Linked DNA regions of Sus scrofa: region 2 is linked to region 1. A link is a contact called in public Hi-C data. All regions are on one chromosome and are shown on one strand. The core of a region is the stretch at or near the end of the contact, and the rest is flanking DNA. Distances in the headings are between cores, read along the strand shown.

The links. Hi-C and Micro-C count contacts between places; a contact is called where the count stands out from the background.
Region 2: a Hi-C map of embryonic fibroblasts shows a contact between it and region 1, with 2.0 times the contacts expected there. A contact is called at or near these places in 2 of 5 promoter capture datasets (fetal skeletal muscle and liver), 27 of 47 Hi-C or Micro-C datasets (adipocytes, adipose tissue, alveolar macrophages and 14 more) and 2 of 2 datasets of targeted methods (alveolar macrophages and skeletal muscle).

What each region holds. Positions count from the first base shown.
Region 1 is chr3:58,708,105-58,714,438 of Sscrofa11.1, forward strand. POLR1A (DNA-directed RNA polymerase I subunit RPA1) reads left to right here. Exons shown (of 34, transcript XM_005662406.3): 14 at 1,435-1,626. Among named protein-coding and RNA genes, the nearest start is that of POLR1A, 41 kb to the left of the region's middle.
Region 2 is chr3:58,907,672-58,913,963 of Sscrofa11.1, forward strand. ST3GAL5 (lactosylceramide alpha-2,3-sialyltransferase) reads left to right here. Exons shown (of 7, transcript XM_021087293.1): 5 at 3,485-3,671; 6 at 5,803-5,961. Among named protein-coding and RNA genes, the nearest start is that of ST3GAL5, 48 kb to the left of the region's middle.

The sequences.
Region 1 (6,334 bases), core at 22-2,521:
AGTCAGATCCCTAATACTGTTTTGAATTTCTCCCCTAAGCAAAAATAAGACCTTGTCTTTGGAACAAGATGCAGAGTATAGTTTTGTTTTGTTTTTTTTAATTTATGTTCATAACTCAGTCTTCAGAGAGGGCTGCATGCACCACCCAAACTTGCCTTCCGTCTGCAGCATTTATTCAGCTCACCTGTAATAATTATCTTTGTGTTTACACAAAGCCCATTGCTATGGTATTTGGGCTGTTTGACAGGCATTCCTTTCAGCCTTCGACTTAGTGCATGTGATTAACTTGCCGGCACTTCTCCATGGCTGCATTTGTGAGTTCCTTAGTTAGGGAACACAGCCGTAATATTGGATAGTATTTAACTGATAAGCAAAGGATGGCAATCTTTAGATCCAAGGCACAAATTTTTCTCAAGTTCCTGTAAACATAGAAAAGTTTGCTCAAACAACTTCTTACCAACTGTCAGTGAGCGAGGCTGTTTTTACTTTAGTGTGCCTTATGGTGCCATGAATGCAGACCTACAGGTTAGGTGCCAGAGACCAGAGATCAGAAAGGCTGTGTGAAGTGGCAGATGAAGTGAATGTACCCATGCAAATGGGGTTTTTGTAAAAGCCCTTGTTTGGGGGCATCTGCCGTGAGCGCGTCCTAGGACTGTATTCTTGCATTCTTCCCTCCTTCGGTCATGCACATCAAAGCCCTCTCGGGACCCTCTTGAGGAACCTCTGCCTGGAGCCCTCCCTCCCTGCACTGGCCAACTCTGAGTCACCCCTCAGGCCTGGCTGCAGTACCGCCCCTTTGAGAGACCATTCCTGCCCATGTCCACACCCCACATCTCTGTGATGACCCATCCTTTTCTTTTCCTCCATGGTGCTTAAACGTCTTTATGATGAGGTGTTTATCCAGTCATTTGTTTACTGCCTCGCTCTTCCTGCTGGAGTGCATTGAAGATATCACCCAGTGCCTTGGCGTGCAGTGGGCTCTCAATAAATATTTGTTGAATGGATGACTGATTTAGAGAAGAACCAGGTCAGAAATGTGTGAAAAATACCACAGCATAAAACCAAAATATAAAAACAGGAACACAGCTAACGGCAGCCAGACCAAATTGATGCATAAATGCCAGAAATATGCCAGAGTAACTAGAAGCAGATGGGATTATGGAGAAAGGGCTAGCAGGCCTAGATGCGTTTGAAGCAGCTTTGATACAGACCAGTGGGCAGAAGGCAAAGGTGGAAGCAGGTCAGGAAGCCCTGGTCATGTGCTCTGGGAGGCACTTTGCTCTCAAGACAGGAGGCCCAAGCGCCCGCCTGGTGCAGCTGTGAGGCAGGACAGGACTGGGATATGGGGCGGGGGGGGGCGCTATCGTGATTAGGAATTAGAATGCGACTTAGATTTTTTTTCTTTGTTCCTCTCTTTTCTATTTTGGTTTGTAGGATGGCCAACCACTGGCAGGATTGATCCAAGATCACATGGTTTCAGGGGCAAACATGACCATCCGAGGCTGCTTTTTCACTCGGGAGCAGTATATGGAGCTGGTGTACCGGGGACTCACAGACAAAGTAGGGCGCGTGAAGCTCTTTCCTCCCGCCATCCTGAAGCCCTTTCCACTGTGGACAGGAAAGCAGGTAATGGGGAGAAAACAAATGGTGGCAATAAAAAAAAAGGAATGAAAAGGTTCCGTTTCACTCAGTGAAAAGGTTCCGTTCCTGGGAGAGCCCAGGCCAAAAGGAGAGAAATGGCTAATCAAACAGTAGTCTGATGTTCTCTTTGATAGGGTTTTTGGATGTGGATGGTTTCAAGGGGTTGTCTACTAAGCATGGGCTGCATAGTTTCTGTCCCTCACTTCTCTCTTTAACTTGATGTCCTCGAAATCCAGATAATGGTAGTAATTGGCAGTGGTGCTGGGTGGTAGCAGTAGTTATATTTGTTGGGAGCACTTCAAATGTGGTATCTTACTTGGGAGTTCCCGTTGTGGCCCAGCAGATTAAGAACCTGACATAGTGTCCGAGACGTTGCGGGTTTGATCCCTGGCCTCGCTCAGTGGGTTAAGCATCTGGTGTTGCTGCAAGCCACAGTACAGGTCATAGATGCAGCTCGGATCTGTCATGGCTGTGGCTGTGGTATTCGTCTGCAGCTGTAGCTCATGTTCGACCCCTAGCCTGGAAACTTCCATATGCCACAGGTGAAGCCCTAAAAAGCAGAAAACAAAACAAAACCAAATAGGGCTACTATGAACATCCTTGTGTGTGTCTTTTGTTGAACATATGTATGCATCTTAAGGGGCGAATACCAAGAAATCAAATTGCCGAGTCTTAAATCTATCTTCAACTGTAATTGTTCAGTACAGTTTTCCAGTTGCAGCTTGCATCTCTACCTGCAGGGCATGATGGGTCTCTCCGTGTTCTCAGCAGAGCTTTGTATTATTGTCTCATTGTGCTTGGGTGTTTTTGTTTTATCCCATCTGTGTCGTTTCAGCCTTTGAAATGGGTGTGTAGTGGCATCTTATTGTGGTTTTAATTTGCCTTCCCTTAATGACAAGTGAGATTGAGCACCTCTTCGTATCCTTAGGGTCCCTGGGATCTCATCTTTTGGGAAGTGCCTGCTCAAGTATTGGGCTTGTTTCTATTCTATGCCATTTTCTTATCCTTAGGTAAGAGTTTTAGAAACATATTGTAGGGCTGAGTCCATTGCCAGATTATAGTGTTATGAATACCATCTATTTGTTGGCTAGCCTTTTCCCCCTTAATGCTGTTTTCTAATGATCAGAAATTCTTTTAATTTATGTAAAATAATTCACCAGGCTTTGCCTTTTATGGCTAGTCCTGTATAAAAATTATTTGCGCCAAGGTCATTAAGATATTTACGTTATTGTTAAGTTGCTTTATTGTTTTACCTTTCATACTTAGATCTGCTCTCTGCCTGGAGTTGATTTTTGTGGGTATTGTTGATGTCAGGATTCATTTTTTTTCCTATATGACTATCCAGCTGATACAACCTCATTTGTTGAAAAGATTGTCCTCTTTCTATTGCTCTTTAGTCTCTCTTGTGTCGTAAATCAACTGATTGGTATATGTGTGGGTCTTTTGTGGGGGTTTTGTTTTTTTGATCTTTTTTTTCTTTTTTCTGTGTTTTTTTAATGTTTATTATAGTTGATTTACAGTGTTCTTTCAATTTCTCTACAGCAAAGCGACCCAGTTATATATGCATATACATTCTTCTTTTCGTATTATTTTCTATCATGTTCTCTCACAAGTGATTAGATATAGTTCCCTGTGCTATACGGCAGGACCTCATTGCTTATCCATTTCAAATGCAATAATTTGCATCTACTAACCCCAAACTCCCAGGCCATCCCACTCCCTCCCCCTTCCCCTTGGCAACCACAAGTCTGTTCTCTCTGTCCAAGTCTTTGTTTCTGTTTTGTAGATAAGCTCATTTGTGCCATATTTTATTCCCCATACAAGTGATATCATATGGTATTTGTCTTTCTCTTTCTGAATGATTTCACTTAGTGCAAGAATGTCTAGTTGCATCCATGTTGGCTGCAGATGGCACTATTTTGTTCCTTTTTATGGCTGAGTGGTATTCTATTGTATATATGTACCACATCTTAATCCATTCATCTGTCAGTGGACATTTAGGTTGTTTCTATGTCTTGGCTATTGTGAATAGTGCTGCAGTGAACATCGGGGTAGATGTATCTTTCTGAATGAAAGTTTTGTCCAGATAGATGCCCAGGAGTGAGATTTCTAGGTCATATGGTAGTTCTATATTTAGTTTTCTCCATACTGTTTTCCATAGTGGTTGTACCAATTTACATTTCCACCAACAGTGTAGGAGGGGATTCCCTTTTCTCCACACCGTCTCCAGCATTTGTTATTTGTAGACTTATTCATAATAGCCATTCTGACTGGTGTGAGGTGGTACCTCATTGTAGTTTTGATTTGCATTTCTCTAATAGTGATGTTGAGTGTTTTTTTCATGTGCCTGTTGGCCATCCATATGTCTTCTTTGGATAAGTGTCTATTCAGGGCTTCTGCCCATTTTTCAATGGTTTTTTTTTGTTTTGTTTTGTTTTTGTTTTTGTTTTTGTTTTTGTTTTTGCTGTTGAGTTGTAAGAGTTGTTAGGTATATTTTGGAGATTAAGCCCTTTACTTGGTTGCATCATTCGCAGCTATTTTCTCTCATTCTGTAGGTTGTCTTTTTGTTGTGGTTCTTTTTTATGGCTTCCTTTGCTGTGCAAAAGCTTATAAGTTTGATTTTGTCCCAATTTTTATTTTTGTTTTTAATTGTATTGCCTTGGGTGACTGGCCTCAGAAAACGTTTGTGCAATATATGTCAGAAAATGTTTTGCCTGTGTTCTCTTCTAGGAATTTTATGGTGTCTTGTCTTATATTTAAGTCTTTCAGCCATTTTGAGTTTATTTTTTTGCATGGTGTGAGGGTGTGTTCTAGTTTCAATGATTTGCATGCAGCTGTCCAGTTTTCCCAGCAGCACTTGCTGAAGAGACTGTCTTTTTCCCATTTTATATTCTTGCCGCCTTTGTCAAAGATTACTTGACCATGGGTTTCTGGGTTTATTTCTGGGTTCTCTGTACTGTTCCATTGGTCTGTATGTCTGTGTACCAGTATCCCACCATCTTGATTGCTGTAGCTTTGTAATATTGTCTGAAGTCTTGGAAAGTTATGCCTCCTGCTTGTTTTTTTTTTTTTTTTTTTTTTCTTCTTAGGATTGCTTTGTCAATTCTGGGTTTCTTATAGTTGCATATACATTTTTGGATTGTTTGTTCTAGTTCTGTGTAAAATGTCCTGAGTAATTTGATAGGGATTGCATTAAATCTGTAGATTGCTTTGGGTAGTATGGCCATTTTAACAATATTAATTCTTCCAACCCAGGAGCATGGAATATCTTTCCATTTCTTTGAATCCTCTTTAATTTCCTTGATTGATGTTTTAGAGTTCTCAACATATAAGTCTTTCACCTCCTTGGTCAGGTTTACTCCTAAATTTTTATTTTTGATAGTAAAAGTCTCCAGCTTTGCTCTTTTGCCTTAACATTCTTGGCCATGTGAATTTCCATATAATTTGAAAGTCGTCTCCTAAATCTCTGCAAAAACATATCTGCAAGGAATTTTATTGAGATTAAATTGCATCTGTAGATCCCTTCAGGGAGAAAGGACATGTTTCCAGTATTGAATCTTCCAAATTATGAATACAGTATCCCTTTAGTGACATAAAAGTCTTGGTCCATCTTTCATTAGATTTCATTCCTAGGGACTGCTATTACAGATGATGATATTTATCAAATTTCCTAATTGTTTATGGTTGGTATATAGAAATACAATTAATTTTTGTATATTGGTCTTGTATTCAGCAACCTTCCTGATTTCATTTATTAGATCTTTGCCCTTTAAATACTTTTTTCATTATAGAAGTGATGTCTAAGTTTTTCACTAAACGAAAAAGAGAGTGATATGAAAGGAAAAAGGAAAAATTTCCTCTCCCTCTAGTCCCACTCTTCATGTACATGCATACTCTTGTAGAAAATAAATAAAGATGGAATTGTGTTATCCCTGCTCAGGAGAACTGTGAACCATTGATTAAATTTGACATTCAGTTTTTGAGCTTGGATTTAAAACCAACCATTGATATTCTGGTGCCTGAGGCATACGTTTTCTTCATCCTCAGGCACATAGATCCCAGCTTTAGTGGGTCTGTAGAATGGCTTTAAATGAGCCACCAGGTCCTCCAAAGGGAGTTCTACTCTTTCAGGCTTTTTTATTTTTTTTAATTTTTCTTTTTTTTTATTACTCAAATGAATTTATCACATCTGTACTTATATAATGATCATAACAATCCAATTTCACAGGCTTTTTCAATTTGTATTTTTAATTTGAACCACCCTGACATACTCCATATATGGCAGGAAGTTTAACTGTTTTCATGTGCTAGGTTGACAGAACCTTTCCTGTAATTGCTCTGTGATATATTTAGGTCACTTAATGATGTATTGTGGCATTTATTCTGTGTCCCTTTGTATAGACTGACTTTGTTCTTCTTAGCCCATTCTGTTCTACCCAATAATAGGGACATACTGTAGTTGATTTAGCTATCTCTCTATTGGCAGGCATTTAGGCTGTTACCTGGTTTTTACTATCCTGAGTAGTGTGCTGTGGTGGACACGCAACTTATATCTGTTCTAGTGTACTTGCACTGGTATATATTTTTAACAAATTCTTAGAATCGTGATTGCTGGGTTAAAGGATATACACATTTCAAAACAGTTTATAAAAAGAAACCCATTCAATTTTTAGAACATTTTAAAAAGTTTAAT
Region 2 (6,292 bases), core at 1,265-3,764, 200 kb after region 1:
TGTTCAGCAGTCGTGCCAGTTTGGTTGAAGGTAGGAGATGGTAGGGATTTAGAGGTTTAGAGGTTCCAATCAGAGCATGTGGGATGTGGGCCTGGCCTGAGATGCAGGAAGTGGAAATAGAGGCCCAAGATCAAATCTGAGAGGTAGATTGAAAACGTGTGGATTTCCTTGCGGCTCAATGGGTTTAGGATCTGATGTTGTCACTGCTATGGCTCTGGTTATAGCTGTGGTGTGTGTTCGGTCTCTGGCCTGGGAACTTCTGTGTGCCATGGGCATGGCCCAAAAAAGAGAAAAGAAAAAAGCAAAGAAAGGAGTTCCTGTCATGGTGCCATGGAAATGAATCCGACTAGGAACCATGAGGTTGCGGGTTCGATCCTTGACCTCGATCAGTGGGTTAAGGATCCGATGTGGCCATGAGCTATGGTGTGGGTTGCAGACGCAGCTCAGTTCTGATGTGGCTGTGGCTGTAGTTCTGATTAGACTCCTAGCCTGGGAATCTACATGTACTGCAGATGTGGCTCTAAAAAGCAAAAAATAAATAAATAAATTTAAAAAAAAAGAAAAAAACAAAGAAAAAGGAAGTTACAGGATTTTCTAATGGTTTGACAATGATGTCATGGGATACCAAGGTTTCTAGTCTGGAGCCTAAGACGTTAGTGGAACCGCTGTCAGAAGTGGAGTCATGGAGGAACATCTCTGATTAGCGAGGGAGAGTGACAAGATCCATCTCAGGTATTCTGAGTGAGCAAGTGATGACATGTCCACATGATGGCTTTGTTGCCAGTAGCTGTGATCTTGGGCAAGTTTCCTGCTGGCCCGTGGCTCTTTTGCTCATCTGTAAATGGAGGCAGCAATGGTCCATACCTTAAAGGGTTACTGTGAAGACAGAATGAGTTAACAGAAGTAAAGCACCTGGAGCTGTATCAGGCTTGTGGCAGATGCTCAGGGCATGTTGGCAGCTATTTGGGGGAGAATGTGTAGGAAGGTGAGGTTCAAGGAGGAGAGGGCAGGGGTGGGTAAGAGGTTTGTAGGAAAGAACCAGACTTTTGTAAGGGCCAAGAGAGAGAAGCAAGAGGTAAGAACCAAGTTTTAAGGCAGAAGGTGTGAAGTGAGGTGTTCCCGTCTCGGCTCAGTGGTTAACGAATCTGACTAGGAACTATGAGGTTTCGGGTTCGATCCCTGGCCTTGCTCAGTGGGTTAAGGATCTGCTGTTGGAGTTCCCGTCGTGGCGCAGGGGTTAACGAATCCGACTAGGAACCATGAGGTTGCGGGTTCGATTCCTGCCCTTGCTCAGTGAGTTAACGACCCGGAGATGCCGTGAGCTGTGGTGGAAGTCAAAGATGAGGCTCAGATCTTGTGTTTCTCTGGCTCTGGCTCCGATTAGACCCCTAGCCTGGGAACCTCCATATGCCGTGGGAGTGGCACAAGACATGGCAAAAAGACAAAAAAATAAATAAATAAAATAAAATAATTTAAAAAAAAAAAAAAAAAAAAAGGATCTGCTGTTGCCGTGAGCTGTGGTGTAGGTTGCAGACGTGGCTCAGATCCCGCGTTGCTGTGGCTCTGGCATAGTCTGGAGGCTACAGTTCTGATTGGACCCCTAACCTGGGAACCTCCATATGCCATGGAGCAGCCCTAGAAATGGCAAAAAAGACCAAAAAAAAAAAAAAAAAGAGGTGTGAAGTGAGGGGGTGGGAGTGGGGTCAGGACTTCCAGGGTGGTGAAGGGTGGGGTGAAGGAGGATGGAACCTGCCGTTGTCTGGGTGCTTCCTGGGGCCAGACGCTGTCACATGCTCTGGGTGTCCTCATTCCTCTGTAAAGCCATCACGCTAGCCAGTGTCAGAGACGAGGACCGTAGGGGCACAGGGGCCAGGCCAGATCCTGACATTCCAAATGCAGGATTTTGAGGCTTCCAGAACCTCCACCCTGGTTCCGTGTGAGCAGCTGAACGGTCTTCTTTGCACAAGCAGCACTGGAAGAGGCAGACAGGGTCCCCCTGCCCATCCAGTGGTGCGTGCCCGGGATACAGCGGGGAGGGAGGTGAGAACTGGGCTGCATTCTCCCTCCAGAGGAGAGCTGCAGTGCCGGAGAGGGTGGCCTTGAGCTGACCTTGGAGAATGGCGGGGTTTGGCTCTTCACGGAAGAGGCGAGCGGGGAGATCTGGCAGGAGGAGGGAGGGCCTGGGAGAGAGAAAGGGAGCTGGTGGATGGCTCGTTGCCCAGTGATGGTGGGACCAGACTGGGGAGCATGGGGTATATAGGCGCTGGAGGCCACAGAGCGCTGGGGACAGAGGAAGGGGACTTAGCCAGATTGTGATGGAGTTGAAAAACTATTGGGGGTAACTTTTAGGTCTATAGCAGTTCTTCACAAAGAAATTGCCAGAAGAGTACAAAGAACTCCCATATTCACCCTTCTCCCACATTCCCCAATTGAAAACTCTTTTATCACATTGGCTTTATAACTTTCCTCTCTTTATACATTGTTATTCTTTTCTGAACCCTTTGAGAGTTAGTCATAAATCTCAAGCTCCTCCTTGACCCTAAATACTTCCGTGTGCATTTCCTAAGAGCAAGGACATTCCATTATAGAACCACAGGGCAACATTCAGAATTAGGAAATTCACACTGATCCAATAGAGTCCTTAGTCAGACTTCAGCAGTTATCCCAGTAAGGGTCATTATTTTTAAAACAAAAAGGAAAGAAAAAGAAAATAATAACTAATCCAGGATCGTGCCTTGCCTGTAGTTGTCATGTCTAATAACATCTTTTAATAATCCAGGGGTTAGGGATCTGAGACCTGGAAAAGGAAGTGAGTGGAATGGAGAAGAAAGGTTTATACAGATATGATAATACAGGGAAAGGACCAAAGGACTTTCTTTGAGATTTCAAAACTATGCCTGGGTGAATGGTGCTGCTTTAGGAAGAATTCTTAGCATTTCCCCCAAAGCATCCACCCTGAGAGCCTTCGTTGATCTAACCATTGTAAGTGCCCCCAGTTCCTGCTTTAATTTAAAACCAGGTTGCACTTGGGCCCATTGCCTTCCTTGGCCCTAACCCTGGCCATATACGTGTGGTTTGTGTCTGTCTTGCCCTGGTGTCTAGGTCTTCTTTCCTGATTACATTTTTGAAATTCTGCAAGAACCGCTAATATCTAGGCGCAACGTAAGCTTTCAAGGAAACAGCACCAGTGCCCAGAAAACACCCACAGTGTAATATGTTTGGGTTGGCTTAAAATGACAGGACTAGATGGAATTGCTTGTCATTCAGAGATTAGATACAGGCATCCCTCGCAGAGAGCAGACACCTGAAAGGGGCAGAACTGAGGGATGATGGAGCTGGTGGGAGGGTCACCCTCCCCCCAGCCAACCACACCCTTGTTCCTTGTCCTAAAAATATGTGGGAAGCACGCTGCAGGAGTTTTGCTGCAATAAAGTGGTGAATGGCTTACATTGTCAGTTCATCTTTGTCCTTTTTACTTAAATAGGTTAAACAGTGCACCAGTTGAAGGATATTCAGAGCATGTTGGAAATAAAACTACTATAAGGATGACTTACCCAGAGGGGGCACCACTGTCTGACCTTGAATATTATTCCAATGACTTGTTTGTTGCTGTTTTATTTAAGAGTGTTGACTTCAACTGGCTTCAGGCAATGGTCAAAAACGAAACCCTGGTAAGCACGAGCCGTTCAGCTCTCAAACATGCCTTTGTACAAAGGGAAGGGGTCTCTGATTGGCGTTAACAGGTTTTTGATTTTTAAACTGACATGCGTACTTTTGTGTTGGCTTTCAAATAACCTCTCCCTTTACAGAAGCCCCTCAGGACTCCTCCTGGGAATTGCCTTCAGGATGTGATGGAGTCACACGTGCAAATTGGGATCATTACTCAGTGTAAATAACAAGCTTGGGACCAAAACTGCTGTTTTTTGAGCTTGATCCCCCACCTTATTCCCTAGACTTGAATCTCTATGGCTTCTGGCTATTTTCAGAGATGAGATGTATGTGTGCAAATAGAAAGCATTATTGAGACTGTTCGGAAGAATATACATAAGTTCTCTGAGGAGTATTTTCAAAGAGGTTCTCCCAGAATTCCTTGATTGGTAGTGTTGTTGTTGGAGTCAGTTTGCAGTGTTCCGGAGGGGCAGGTGTGGAGGAGATGGCACTTACTTGGTCCTGTTTTTTTTTTTTTTTTTTTGTCTTTACAGTAATTTATCACCTTACTTTAAAGTAATCACCTGGAGTTCCCGTCGTGGCTCAGTGGTTAACGAATCTGACCAGGAACCTTGAGGTTGCGGGTTCGATCCCTGGCCTTGCTCAGTCGGTTAAGGATCCGGCATTGCCATGAGCTGTGGTGTAGGTCAGAGACGCAGCTCGGATCCCAAGTTGCTGTGGCTCTAGTGTAGGCCGGCGGATGTGGCCCTGATTTGACCCCTAGCCTGGGAACCTCCATATGCCGTGAGAGCGGCCCAAGAAATGGCAAAAAGACAAAAATAAATAAATAAATAAAGTGATCACCTTACTCCCCCACCCCTCCACCCATTATATTGAACTAAATTTCACAAGTCAACTGTTGAAGATTGTGTGCATTTATTTATTTACTTACTATCTTTTTAGGGCCACACCTGCAGCATATGGAAGTGCCCAGGCTAGGGGTGGAATTGGAGCTGCAGCTGCTGGCCTACACCACAGCCACAGCACATGGGATCCAAGCCACATCTGCGACCTACACCACAGCTCCTGGCAGCGCCGGATCTCCGACTCACTGAGTGAGGCCTGGGATTGAACCTGCGTCCTCATGGATCCTAGCTGGGTTCGTTACCCCCCTGAGCCACGACAGGAACTCCAAGAGTGTGTGCATTTATATGCACTTGCATAAACTAGCTGACTGTAAAATCAGTAAAACCTATCAAACTTTTCACATAAGTTTCTCATGCTGAAGAATTTGTATCTCCTAAGCTTGATTATCATGGTCACAGGTTATTGCAGTCTTCTGGATTTTCTAATGGGTAGCTGTTCTAGTTAAAAGATGAAGCACTCTGGGAATAACTCATGGTGAATTACCAAGGGACATCACGGGACTAGGAAGTGGAGTCATTTGGAAAGAGGATGTGTGGTGAGGGCCTGATCAGAGCAAGGTACCCATAGCACCTCATACCCTCAAGTTGGGTGTTTCCTTGGTCTTCCCTGGGCAAAATGGTGGCTTTGGATCCTAAAAAGTTGGGTTTTTGGGGGTTTTTTTTTTTGTTTTTTTTGTTTTTGTCTTTTTAAGGCCACACCTGCGGCATATGGAGGTTCCCAGGCTAGGGGTCAAATCGGATCCGTAGCTGCCGACCTATGCCACAGCCACAGCAATGCCAGATCCGAGCTGCGTTTGTGATCTACACCACAGCTCAGGGCAACGCCAGATCCTTAACACGCTGAGCAAGGCCAGGGATCGAAAGTACAACCTCGTGGTTTCTAGTCGGATTCGTTTCTACTGCGCCACAATGGGAACTCCCCTAAAACGTTTTACCATCTGCGGTCATTACCAGAAGAATTTCTCCCCCAAGCCAACAAGAACTCCTTCTGCAGTTCCTGTCCTTCTCTGGTGCCACCTTCATAAATCAGATCCTTAGAGTTGCTTGTTTGAGTCGAGGTCCTGGGTTCGCACAGATCTGTGACTTGGCTGCAGGATGCAGCCCCAGAGCCACCTGGGGCCCCACCCTCAGCTTTGTCCTGATGAGCAGGAGATGTGTCCTCCCCCTCCGATGATAAGATAACTTTATTAAGCGATGCCCCTAATGATGGCTTGCTTTCTTTCCTTAGCCATTTTGGGTACGACTCTTCTTTTGGAAGCAAGTGGCGGAAAAAATCCCACTACAGCCCAAACACTTCAGGATTTTGAATCCAGTTATTATCAAAGAGACTGCCTTCGACATCCTTCAATACTCAGAGCCTCAGTCAAGGTTCTGGGGCCGAGATAAGGTATTTTTGTCACTCCTGAAAGTTAACTGTTCTTCTCTGTGTCGGAAAGGCGTCGTAGGTACAGTGTTCACTTAGGCTCGGCTGTCTACTCAGAAGCATCTTCCAATGGAGAAGCCTAGTTAGGGATTCGATGTTCTGTGTGTTTTCCCCTCTCTGCATCTTGACCTCAGGGCTCCGCCTGTTTGATCGGCCTCCTTTCCTCTCCAGCCCCCAGGTCACTCATCTCTTTAGTATAATTTGCATGTTAGCACTTTGGTCACTGAGATGCTACTTAAGGTATTCTTACTCCAGGACTTCATATCATAAAAATTAAAGGCACTTCGGTGGTCAG